Regions from separate parts of the Sus scrofa genome. Here regions 1 and 3 are each linked to region 2. A link is a contact called in public Hi-C data. All regions are on one chromosome and are shown on one strand. The core of a region is the stretch at or near the end of the contact, and the rest is flanking DNA. Distances in the headings are between cores, read along the strand shown.

Region 1 (4,164 bases), core at 1,328-3,827, 550 kb before region 2:
CACGTTAACAGTTTGGCATTTTGCCCTCTTGAGTTTTCCTCCAGTAAGATTGCTTTAAATCTCTGGTGCCGGCTGAATGATAAGTCAGTGGATATTTGGATAAACATAGAGAAATAGACGACAGTGCTTTGCCTGAAAGCTTATTTTTTATGGCTCTGGGTTGTTCCCATGGTGATTTTGTCTGGCCTTCAAAGCTGACCGTCAGTTGGGGTGGTCAGGGGAAGCTGTCCGTTTGTCTCTGGTTTCTGTGGCCAGGTGACATTCACGGTCGTCCCTTTGTCTCTCTGTGACCTGAGCGGATTTGGGGCCTGCTCTTCCTTTTGGCCAGGGAGTGTGGGTGTAGGAGGAAGGCGAGGAGCAGAAGGATGTCAGTCAACCCTGCCCCTGCCTGCAGCGCCTTGGGAGTGCCTGGCTCCTGGCTCCCACGCTCAGAACCCATCCTTCTGATCTCCCTGTGATATTTAACTTGCAGTTGAATTCATCCCGAGGCTGGTGGCTGTCCCTTGGTGGTGGGTGCACCTCCCGGCCACCTGTCTTGGAAAGCTCTGGGGCAGGCTCAGGCCTCCTTTCCTTCTCTTGTGGGCCTGTGCCTCGGGAGGAGTGGGGAGCTGTGAGTCTGGGGGTGGGGACAGGAGGACCCAGGGGATAACCCTGTACTCTGGAAGGAGGCTTACTTTAGAATTTAAGAAGAACACCAGCTCCCAGCCCTCACCAGGTTCAACCAGACACTGCCTTCCTGGCTCAAACCACATAACTGTCTAATTGTCAGGCTCAACAGCCTTTCCTCCTCGCTGCTTGGCTGTAGGCTATGTGGCCAAGCTGTCCCCTCTTGCTGTGGCCCTGGGGTTGCCTCCATACCAGGCTCTCTTTCCTGGTTGGCGGCTCTCACCTCCCACCTTGGCTGCTGCAGGCCTGGGAAGGGCCACTGAACACACGCATCGTGGAGCCGTATTTCCCCACCAGCAAAACTGTTCCCAGGTCCTAAATGAGGATTCACAAGCTCCACTGCCCACGGGGACTGGGCAGGTGGTGTAAGGGGAGGAGCCCCAGGCCCCAGGCAACGCAGTAGGCCCAGGCTGGGGAGCAGTGGGGAGCGGTGGGCAGCGGTGGGCATGGAGGCTCCTAAGAGCACTTTTCCAAGGCCTTCCATGTCTCTGAATATCTAGTTTGCCTTTTTTCCCCCCAGGGCTGCACTCAGGGCCTATGGAAATTCCCAGGCTAGGGGTCTAATTGGAGCTACAGCTGCAGGCCTACAGCACAACCACAGCAACACGGGATCCCAGCTGCATCTGTGACCTACACCACAGCTCACAGCAACCCGGATCCTTAACCCACTGAGCGAGGCCAGGGATTAACCTGCGTCCTCATGGATATTAGTTGGCTTAGTTACTGCTGAGCCAGGACGGGAACTCCATGATTGTTTAAAGTTTTCAAATGCAACCCTTTGGTGAAATCACAGGGAGCAGCTGGGCACTGGTGGGGCCAGGCTGTCATGTTGGAGAGTGAGCCTTCGGCTAGGACTAAGTGAGGCACCAGTTCTGCTGCTGGAGGCAGGGAAAGGGCAGGCCCAGGCCCCACCTCCTGGTTCTTGGAGGAACAGGAGCAGGAGACGGTTGTACCCTGGGCCCTCTGGGTGGCCTTGGGGTTTGTGGCTGCAGCTGGGGCCCAGGCCTGGGTTCTTGGCCTGAACAGCTATACGGATGCTTTTCCTGTGAGGCCTGTGTGGACAGAGGGGAAAGTGTAGGGGTGGGAGGGTTGGGCTCTCTGGGGGAAATGGTTAATAGAATGACAGTGGGGCTCTGGGACCTTACACAGGAGTCCTGGGGTGCATTTCCTCACTCCAGCCTTGAGCATACTGGGGACCTCATGGTTGCTTGCTATCAGCCTCATTGAGTCCTGGGTACCCCCCTCGGAGGCAGCCAGACCTCTGTCCTGAAAGCCTCCCCGGCCCCTCCTGTCTTCCTCCCTGGGTGATATAGGGGCGAAGTGAGGGACCAGGTTTGGCTATGGATGTGTTTTCTTTCCCCATGGGTGTTGCTGGAGGTGACGCTAGAAATTTTTGTTTCATCCTCTACCCCCTTCAGGCCTTACTTTCCTGAAAATACCAGAATGAATCGTGCTATAGTGAACACCCTTGTAAGCACAGGCCAGTCTCAGAAATAAAATTACAAATCCAGCTGAAGGCATCCATGAGCACCTTCCAAACCCACCTCCCTTCCCCCACCCCCTCCCCTTCTCCCCAAGAAGTAACTAGTATCTGGTATTTGGCATTTTTCATTCTCATAAATTTCTTTAACTTTTTGGTACATATGCATGTTTTTCTGAAATATTTACAGAGTTGTTTTGCCTGCTTTGAAACCTGTATAAATAATGTCGTTCTACTATGTATTCTTGTGTAATCAGTTTCTGCTTCTCAGTATGTTTAGGGATGCTAGCCCACAGACATACGTGACTCTAGCTCACTTATTTTCCATGCTGTGCAGGATTCCACTGCGTGCCTCCATCATCTCTCCAAGGAGGCCTCCTGCCAGCGCCCTGGGGGTGTGGCTCTGCTCCCTGGGGTACTTCCTTGTACAGAGAGCTCCAGCTCTGTGGACGCTCCCCTAGCCCATGTTAGGGTGCCAGGGCCCTTCCCTCCCTTCCGGAACCATTGCTTCATGGAAGAGGAATTTGAGTGGATTTCAGGCAACCTTGTGTTTCGCATAAATCAATGTTGAAAGTGAAACCCCAGCCCAATGGGGCTGCAATTGCAACCAGCTGAGTACAGCTGGGCTGGCTGGTTTGAACCTGGCTGGAAGGAGTTGTGCACTCCACATGGACAGAGTCTTTGACCGTGACGTGCTGGCCAGCCCATTCAGCAGAAAGGGGGGACACTGGCCAGCCACAGCCGCTGGCTGAACCCCTGTGTTGAGTCCCGCCCTCCTCTCTGCCCTGACCACTCCTGCTTTTGCCCAGTGACCTCCAGGGTGGGTATTGTTGTACTTTGAGGAGGGGCAGTGAGGTTCTGGGACCTGCTGGGGGCAGCTCGTCCTGAGGCGCTTACATTTTAGACCCTTAAAATGAGAGAGGCAGTGAATCCACACATGAATTCAGACCCCGATTCTTGACACGTGTAGCACCCAGAGCTCCTTTGCTTTTGTAGGATTCTTCCTCCTTAAAAAAGATTAAGTTTATGCTTTCTTTTTAAAAAAATTTTTAAAAATTAAAAAGTTTATTTTATTAAAGTGTCATTGATTGACAGTATTGTGCCAATTTCTGCTGTATAGCAAAGTGACCTGGTCATACATATATAAATTTATGCCTTTGTTAACATGCAAACTATTACATTTATAATGGGTAAGCAATATATAGCACAGGGAACTATATCCAGGCACTTGTGATAGAACATGATGGACAGTAATATGAGAAAAAGAATGTACATGCATGTGTGAAGAGGTCACTGTGCTGTACAGCAGAAATAGACACAACATTGTAAATCAACTATACTTTAATAAAAAATAAAATACATAGTATTTAGACTGCTAGTATAAAGGTGAGTATAATCAAGGCTGGATTTGTTATTATTGTTATTATTATTATTATTTTAGGGCTGTACCCATGGCATATGGAAGTTCCCAGGCTAGGGGTGAATCAGCTGTAGCTGACCGCCTACACCACAGCCACAGCAACGCCAGATCCTTAACCCACTGAGGTCAGGAATCAAACCCGCATCCTCATGGATACTAGTTGGGTTCGTTACTGCTGAACCACAACAGGAACACCTAGATTCGTTATTATTGTATTTGGTCTTTTTCTGCTTTTTCTTTTTCTTTTTTGTCTTTTTAGGGCAGCACCTGCAGCATATGGAGATTTCCAGGCTGGGGTCTAATCGGAGCTGTTACTGCCGGCCTACACCACAGCCACAGCAACGTGGGATCTGAGCGGCATCTACGACCTACACCACAGCTCACGGCAATGCCGGATCCTTAACCTCCTGAGCAAGGGCAGGGATCAAACCCGCAACCTCATGGTTCCTAGTTGGATTCATTAACCACTGAGCCATGACAGGAACTCCTTCCTGCTGATTTTAAAAGAAATGAAAACATTTTGGAGAACCCCCTAAAAGCATCACAGGCCCTGGGCCTGATGGCTGCTGCGGAGTCTCCAGCAGCTACCTTCTGTGGT
Region 2 (4,592 bases), core at 437-2,936:
TACACTAAACTGTAATAAATGAAATATAATATAATAGTGGTTATTACTATAATGTTTATTAAATATATGAATGAAAAATATAAGCAGTGGTTTGGAAAAACTTTAGGTTCAGGCTGAAAGACAGCATACCATAGACAAAGATGATCACAAAACCCCAATATCCTCTCCCTCGAGCATCAAACTACCATGAAATACAAGTTTTACAGAGATAAATGTCTTACTTGCCACAATAATCTCCTACTGGGATAATTAAAGGGTCTTAAAATCAACCTGCCACATGGGAGTTGTTTGAGTCCCAGTCCACAATGAGACATTGGGTCAAGTGCCTCATTTCCCACAGTCTCACAATGTAAAATCTAAAGCCAGACTCAAAACAGTGACTCACCGCTCATCAGGAGCTGTGTGTATTGGGTGAGCAAATCCGCATGTGCTCTACAGATGCAGCTGGATTTGGGTTCTAGTTCTGCCTCTTTCTGGCTGTACGACATCGGGCGGACCACGTGATCTCACCAACCTTGATTTACTCCTCTATAAAATTAGGATGGCTCTACTCATGCTGCAGGGCTGTGATGAAGCCTAAATTTGACACCCATGAAGGGTTTGGCACGTACCAAGCACGCAAACAGACACTAAGGATATGCTTCCCCCTTCCACAACGTCTCCCTTTTACATGTGTGGAACAGAAACTTCAGTGCAGTAGATAACTGATATATTCTTCATCAGACCATTGGTTTCCCTGGGGCCAGGAGTATGTCTATTTCATCCTTGGATCTCAGTGCCCAGCAGAAGGCCTGGCAAAGAGTGAAAATGCAATATAAATTCTTGTTAAATGGAGGAAACGAGAATACTTCGGGGCTGAGGATGTTAAGATTATCCTGGCCACAGTCAAAAGAAAATTCTGATCTTCAGTCTGGCCAAATAGGCAACTGCTACAAACTACTATGTAGTTCAAAGCAAATAAGCTATTCTGAATTCTAATAATTACATTCTCTAACATAAAAACCTCGTTGCCCTACAGCTCTCAATTTTAGCTTCAAGAATCCAATTCTTTCCTAAACAATGGAGTGGGTAACCACAAAAACTTGTGGAATCTCTTTTCCTAGAAAACATGAAAAACAGGAGAGAAGCCAGTCTGTCTGGAAATTGCTTCAAAATCTGTCTATAAGCAGGGGCTGGACTAGACTAGATGTCCCTTGGAGGATCCTTCCAGAACCACAGCACTAAGATGTTAAGAGAAATAATTAAAACAATTCTCTGTTATTTATACCCAGGAAAACAAAACAAATACAATTTAACATCTCCTAACACAGTCATTAGAAATAATTTTATTTGGACCCAGTGATGCTTTTATAAACATTTTCCTCTTAAATTGTACTAAACCATCCTAAACTATTAATTTGAATATGAGCTCTGGCTAACAAGACAGAATAGAGATTGTACTAGTCTGTCAATGAAAACTAGATTATTATTCTTTTGTTCCTCTTTTTTAACCTACCTGTTTCCATGTACCCCAAATCTACTCATCCCCAAAGCTTTATAAGAAATACCGTTCCCTTCAAGCACTCCACTCAACTCTCCCACTGATGAATTTCTTCTGCATCCATTACTCATACCATATTGTGCAGCTGAATAGTATATATTGTCTTCTATTTCTACCTGCTTCACAAATAATGATTCTTGCTTCCTCAGCTAAAAGGTAAGCTCCTTGAGCAAGGTCCAAGTTTTATATTTTTCATGTACTCCTCTACTGTGTCAATAATGAGTTCAAGGCAAATGCTTACAAATTCTTACCGGTTGACTGACTGATTTAAAATGAAGAGCAAGCAAGAGCAAAAGAACACTCTGTACATTGAGCACCTGCACAAAGCTTTAACAAAGTCTACAATAAAGCTTTTCAGACTATCTATATACTGTTACCTGTCGCTTACCTGGGACTAGAACAAAATCTGTCTATAAGCAGGGGCTGGACTAGACTGGGGCTGATGGGAAAGATCTAGAGTGAAAGATCACATTGGTTTAGCTCCCATCTGAAAGGAAAGAGGAACTAGCAAGGTGCGCAAGGTGCGCCCACTCCCACTGCAGAGGAAGGCTATCTAGGGAAGCCCAGCACACTCCTCAGATCACAGAGCTATGCAGCTTCTGACCCTACAAAGGATCCATTATTCATTCTGTCATACCAAGCCAGTCAGGGGAAAAAAAAAAAAAAAAAAAGGAGAGGAGCTTTAGGAAAAGACAATGTAATAACATTATTGAAAACAAACAAGTGAAATGTATGTTTTCTCATTCTTCATAATCCCAAAGACACATCTGGAACAAGACTAATGCACTCTAGAGTTCAATCACTATGAGTGTACCGTACGCACTTTTAAGTAGGGGTGCAGAACCCCTGCTCCTTTCTTTATATGTGAAAAGGGAACTTCTTGTCTCTACTACCAAGCAGGCACTGTTCTAGGCACTGGGAAAATAGCAGTTTACCAAACTCACAATTCTAGTAACAATTACAGAAAGCCTTCGCTTAGTATTTTATAGAAATATAAGACCTCAAGGATAGTCCAAGTCTCTTAGAGGAGAAAGCCAAAGCCAGAGAGGTTAACTTGTCTCAGCTGGTTATTGTGGCTATATGGCAACAAAACAGAAACCAGAGTTCTTATCTCTCCTCCTCTAGTAACAAAATTTGCTTCTTCATTAAGCAAGTATTCTGTTTGCCCATTACATGCCAGACACTATGCTAGGCACCAGGTGTAAAAAAGAAAGGATAAGATACTGACCCAGTACTCCAAAAGCACAGTGTAACTGTAAGACAATGGGATGGGTAAAATACTAGAAGTGGTAACAGAAAAAGCAAACTATGTATCTCTAATGGCACAGGACTTCCAATATTTTTCAGGAAAATGAACTGTTAAAACTTTGTTTTATCCTCCCTATAGCCCTCTTAGTACAGAACAGATCTTATTATTCCTGTTCTATAGATGGAGAAATTGAAGAGCAGAGCGGATAAGGGAGTCTATTAAGGTCATCTCCAGGGGCAGCAAAATGCTTAGAAACCAAGTCTGTTTACTCCAAGATAGACCTTTTTCTCCCCCACTAGATGGGAAAGGCAGATGTTCTTTTTATGTCTAGTTCCCTTCTGATCAAGAGCACATATTTGCAAGACTGTGTGCAGAACCATCTGTGGCTGTGAACGTAGACTCCACTGACCTAGGCGGTGTCATCAGCTGAGTTTAGTTATTCAGTGGTTGAGGAACCAGTCAACAAGGCATCATTATCACTAGCATTCTTACAGTGCCCACCATATATACACAGACTAGAAGGAAAAGGCTCCACCCTCAGGGAGTTAATATTGTAGGGGACAGGTATATAAACATTTTGACCAAAAGTGGCATAATTAAATAAACTACAGCTAAAAGAACCATAACAAATAATGGCAAGTGTAAGACACTCAAAGTTTCGCAAAGCAAATCCAGTGGATGCTGCCAAGAAATATACCCTTTAAGGATTAAACAGAGAATAAAAGCATTGTCTATGTAATGAGATATACCAACCTTCAGATTACTGAAATAAAAACTCTTACCAAAGATGCTCATCACATTAAAAAATTAACTTCTTAATGCCTTCATTTCACTTTTTAGCTTTTACTCAAAACAATTACGTGACTATTCCATTTCCCTCTTTCTAGGAAAGCTATATATTTTGTAACCTTCCTTATTTGAGAGGAATGAAGTTATAATGGGGTTGCCATAAGCATGCTGTGGCAAAGAGACTAGGACTATGTGCTTTTATGTGCTACTCTTCCACCCTGTTTCAGATGTAACCTATGCAAAATGAATCTGATCATTTTCTCCTGTACATAGTAAAACTTGTATACACATCCAAGAATCATTCTCTTCATAAAAAGTAAAAGAGAAAAAAAGCATTTCTTCATTTTTTGAATTCAGCTTTAAACATCAATTTCACTTGCTTGATAAACCTCATACCGTATTTTATTTACACTACTTATCATGGCCTTACATTATAATATGACCAAACTGTTTTAAACCTTAGCACAACTGAATTATTAACAAAATAAACAAACCTAAAAAGAAACACATATCAGCGATTTCAACCTAGTGACAGGAAGAATTTATTTAGGAATCAGCTAAATAGTAAAAATCATCTTTTTACTAATCATCCTTTCAAAGGAATAATGTGATCGTTATGAAAAATACAACTCAGCTGAAAAAAAAAAAAACTTCTCTAGCCTTTCCTTAATATACTCAAGGGATTCACACATTTATAGCCAACTGCTTTCCATTTAAATATTTATTGAATTTTATAGGGTGATATGTAGCAATTTAAATGACAATTCAGAACTACCAGAAGGTTTCACCAGAATTACTTATAGTGTATTACAAAATTATTTCATGATATTTTCTAATTCCTAAGACCTAGTTCCATCATAAGAATATATATATATATATATATATATGCTTTTTAGGGCTGCAAATGTGGCGCATGGAAGATCCCAGGGTAGGGGTTGAATCAGAGCTGCGACTGCTGGCTTACACCACAGCCACAGCCATGCCAGATCCAAGCTGCGTCTGTGACCTCCACCA
Region 3 (4,162 bases), core at 1,404-3,903, 580 kb before region 2:
TCCAAAGCACAACACTTGATTTTTTCCCCTCCCGCACCCGCTTCCCCTTTAGTCTTTCCCATCCCGCTGTCCATTCACCTGGATTCTAAGCAAAGAGCTTAGGTGGCGGCCTTCATGGCCCCTCTTTTGCTCCCCCCTCGGTCTAATCCATCAGCAAGTGCTGAGTCTCCCTCCAGTATGTATCCTGGACCCTGTCCTTCTCTCCATCCGCAGTTTCTGTCACCTCTCAGTTGGACTCTGCAGTAGCCTCTTCACTGACTCCCTGCCTCCACTCTCATCCCTCTCCTGTTCCTTCTCCACACAGAAGCCCAGATAGGACCTTAATAACACAGATCAGATACCATCATTTCCTTGCTTAAAACCACTGACGGCTTTCCATCACATGCAGGATAAAATGCACAGGCCTCCAGTGGCCCAGAAGGTCCCACGTGTCTGCACCAGCCCCTGCCCACCTCCCAACCTCAGCTCCTGTCACTCTGTCTCCACTTACTCTGCTCCAGCCACGCTAGTCTTTCTGTTCCTTGTTTCTGCCTCAGGGCCTTTGCAAGGGCTGTTCCTTCTCCTGGAAGACCTTTGCTCAAATCTTAGGGGGTTGGCTCCTTAACCTCCAGGGCTCGGTCACATGTCACCTCCTCAGAGATGCCTTTGAATATAGGATAGCAGTATTTACTATTATCTAAAATCATTGTGTTTATATAAGTGGGAATTGTTTTTCTCCCACAACTAGGATATTCCTCCTGTGCCAAGCTGATAGGAACTCAACAGATATTTAAGAATGAATGGGTGCAGCGGAAACGAGCCCAACTAGGAAACATGAGGTCTTGGGTTTGATCCCTGGCCTTGCTCAGTGGGTTAAGGATCTGGCGTTGCGGCGGCTGTGGTGTAGGCCCGCACCCATAGCTCCAATTGGACTCTTAGCCTGGGAACTTCCATATGCTGTGGGTGAGGCCCTGAAAAGGACAAAAAGACAAAAAAAAAAAAAAAAAGAAGAGTATGACTGGAAGATAATAGAGGAGCAGCACCTGGGTGCAAATGTTAAAGCTGAGTAGATAACATGGGTCCCATCGCTGTGGGTTTGCTTTGCAGATTCCAGGTCTGGAGCCTGGTTTTTAGAAAGTTCTTTGGAGTCTTTCCAAGGGGTTGTCCCTGAGTGTGTGCTGTGCCCCAGGTGACGCCCATCTGGTTGAAGCGTATTGTTCCCACCAGAAGCTGATGAGAAGACACAGCGTGTGGGGGCAGTGACTGGGAAATATTACCGTGCACACTCCTGGGCTACAGCCCATGGTTATGTGCCGCCCTAGAACTGGGCTGTGAGGAAAGGACATCCCGGATGGCCTGGGACAGCACCAAAGATCCTTCTCTTCTTGAAAATTCCCTCATTCAGTGTAAGCCAGGTGGGTTGGTCACCCTCAACACAAGGTGTTCAGAGAGAGGCAAATAGCTTAAAGTGGCTTCTTGGAGGAGCTGAGATGGAAACAGTTCCCATCCTAGACTTTGGGTGTTGACTGTCCCCTTGGCCCTGCCTTTGAGTAAGTCTGGGTTTCTCAGGCACCAAATCCAGACAGAAGGGTAAGGAAACCATTATTTCTTGAACACTTGCAATGAACTAGCTACTGCTGTAGGGACTTTTTTACCCAATTGATTCCTAATCTATGGAAGCCTTCTTATTGCTTCTCTTTTAGGAGTTCCCTGGTGGCCCAGTGGGTGAAGGCTCTGGTGTTGTCACTGCTGTGAAGCAGATTCGATCCCTGGCCCCAGGGAACTTCCATATGCTGAGGGCAAGGCCAAAAAAAAAAAAAAAAAAAAAGAAAGAAAAAAAAGAAGCAATTGTATTTTCTTCTTCTTCTTTTTTTAAAAATTGTTATTTCCCCAATACAATTTTTTTTTCTACTATACAGCATGGTGACCCAGTTACACATACATGTATACATTCTTTTTTCTCACATTATCGTGCTCCATCATAAGTGACTAGATGTAGTTCCCAGTGCTATACAGCAGGATCTCATTGCTAATCCACTCCAAAGGCAGTAGTTTGCATCTATTAACCCCAGGCTCCCAATCCACCCCACTCCCTCTCCCTCCCCCTTGGCAGCCACAAGTCTATTCTCCAAGTCCATGATTTTCTTTTCTGTGGAAAGGTTCAATTGTGTCATATATTAGATTCCAGATATAAGTGATATCATATGGTATTTGTCTTTCTCTTTCTGACTTCATTCAGTAAGAGAGTCTCTGGTTTCATCCATGTTGCTGCAAATGGCATTATTTTGTTCTTAAAAAAAAGAAGTGATTTTAGAGGCAGGACACTGAGGCTCACGAGGTTATGTAATTGCCTGAACTCAGACGTATATCAACCAGAGAAGGTAGGAGGGACCTAGTCCTCGTGACACAGAAGCCCAGGCCCTTTCTAAGGGGTTTTGCTATGTGTATGGGGGTGTGTGTGTCAGAGATGTGACTGGGGACTTCAACTTTACAGTCGTCCCTCAGCCCTCAGGATGGGGCTCTCCTGGGATCTAGGGAGGACCCCCAGCAACTACTGAAATAGTTAAGAAAGGGGCACCCAGGAGGTATTTGTCTTTGTGCTGTCTCAGGCCTAGCTGCACAGTTGGCCCTTTACCACCAGGTGGCGCTGTGGCTCTGCCTTAGAGGGCTCCCCCTAGTAGTGGAGCCTGAGCAGTGCGGACCTTAGGGAATAGCCACTGACTTTATTTTATCTACAGCCTACAGGGCAACTGGGGGCCTGTCCAGAGCTTTCTGCCTTTCCTGGACTCTGGCAGGCCGAGGAGAGAGGGGGGCAGGAGGTCTGGAGAGGAAGCGGCTTGGGCCAACGCAGGGTGTTGGCAGTGAGGGTTGACTGTCCAGCAGTTGTCAGGAGGAGGGGCAGGGACTCTGTCCTGGGCTAATGGGACACTGACCCAAATCATCTCCCAGTGGGAGCAAAACACGTTGGGAAAAGTGGACTTGCTCCCCAGTGGGCTGGGGTTTGGGCAGAGAAAAGGTACTCTTCCTGCCCCACAGACTGTTTCATCCAGTGAAGGCCTGGATTGGGGGGAGGGATGGCCCTGGTCATCTGCCTGTTAGCCCTCTGCTGACCACAGGCAGAGCCTTAGCCAGGTCCCCATCCGTCCTCTGGTTGCCCCTGCCCTTTGGGAAAATGGCTCCGAGGATGCCGGTCCTTAGGAGCTGGATCTTTAATCACCTGTTTTGTATAGAAGGACTCATCCAAAGCTCTACCCCAGGGCTCAGGCCTTCGAAATTCTCATCAAAAAACAACACTGCGACAAACTTTTAACTCTTCTTCAAAGCCCACACCAGTTCCAGGTCGTGATTTGCTATGTATCAGCAGCTTAACAGTGGGCTTGGCCTGCAGTGTCAATGTCAGAACATAAAATAAGGGGTTCCGGGAGTTCCTGTCATGGTTCAGTGGTTAACGAATCCGACTAGGAACCATGAGGTTGCGGGTTCCATCCCTGGCCTTGCTCAGTGGGTTAAGGATCCAGCGTTGCCGTGAGCTGTGGTGTAGGTTGCAGATGCAGCTCGGATCCTGAGTTGCTGTGGCTCTGGTGTAGGCCGGCGATTACAGCTCCAATTAGATTCCCTAGCCTGGGAACCTCCATGTGCCACAGGATCGGCCCTAGAAAAGGCAAAAAGACAAAAAAAAAAAAAAAAGACATAAAGGAGGGGGGGTTCCTATTGTGGCTCAGCAGGTTAAGAACCCAATTAGTATTCATGAGGATGTGGGTTTGATTCCCTGGTCTTGCTCAGTGGGTCAAGTATCTGGCATTGCCACAAGCTGTAGTGTAGGTTGCAAATGTGGCTCAGATCCTGCGTTGCTGTGGCTGTGGTGTAGGCCGTCAGCTGCAGCCCTGATTCAACTCCTAGCCTGGGAATTTCCATATGCCGTGGGTGCAGCCCTAAAAATAAAGAAAGGAAAAAAAAAGAACATAAAAATAAGGTCCCATCTCAATAGCTCCAGTTTTCCTCCTGCTCCTTCATGCTTTCTCCTGGTGGGCAGCCTGCCAGCCCCTCAGCCCCTCAGCATGTGTGAGTTTAGCAAAGCCCATCAGAGAGCAGGTGGTGGGGGTGGGAAAGAAGGATAGGGAGTGTGTGTGGGGGGCTTTGGGAAAGAAAGGTGCTTGGAAGAGGGACAGGGGAGCAGAAAGCA

What was found. A called contact is a pair of places that touch in the nucleus more often than the background predicts.
Region 1: a Hi-C map of omental adipose tissue shows a contact between it and region 2, with 1.8 times the contacts expected there. A contact is called at or near these places in 5 of 47 Hi-C or Micro-C datasets (embryonic fibroblasts, liver, omental adipose tissue and 1 more) and 2 of 2 datasets of targeted methods (alveolar macrophages and skeletal muscle).
Region 3: a contact with region 2 is called in a Hi-C map of omental adipose tissue, with 2.9 times the contacts expected there. A contact is called at or near these places in 22 of 47 Hi-C or Micro-C datasets (adipocytes, adipose tissue, alveolar macrophages and 13 more) and 2 of 2 datasets of targeted methods (alveolar macrophages and skeletal muscle).

What each region holds. Positions count from the first base shown.
Region 1 is chr3:97,528,939-97,533,102 of Sscrofa11.1, reverse strand. The region is part of intron 2 of LOC106509843 (a long non-coding RNA gene); the gene reads left to right. Among named protein-coding and RNA genes, the nearest start is that of TRNAI-UAU, 37 kb to the left of the region's middle.
Region 2 is chr3:96,973,080-96,977,671 of Sscrofa11.1, reverse strand. All of the region lies in intron 28 of THADA (thyroid adenoma-associated protein), which reads right to left. Among named protein-coding and RNA genes, the nearest start is that of THADA, 100 kb to the right of the region's middle.
Region 3 is chr3:97,553,007-97,557,168 of Sscrofa11.1, reverse strand. All of the region lies in intron 2 of LOC106509843 (a long non-coding RNA gene), which reads left to right. Among named protein-coding and RNA genes, the nearest start is that of TRNAI-UAU, 13 kb to the left of the region's middle.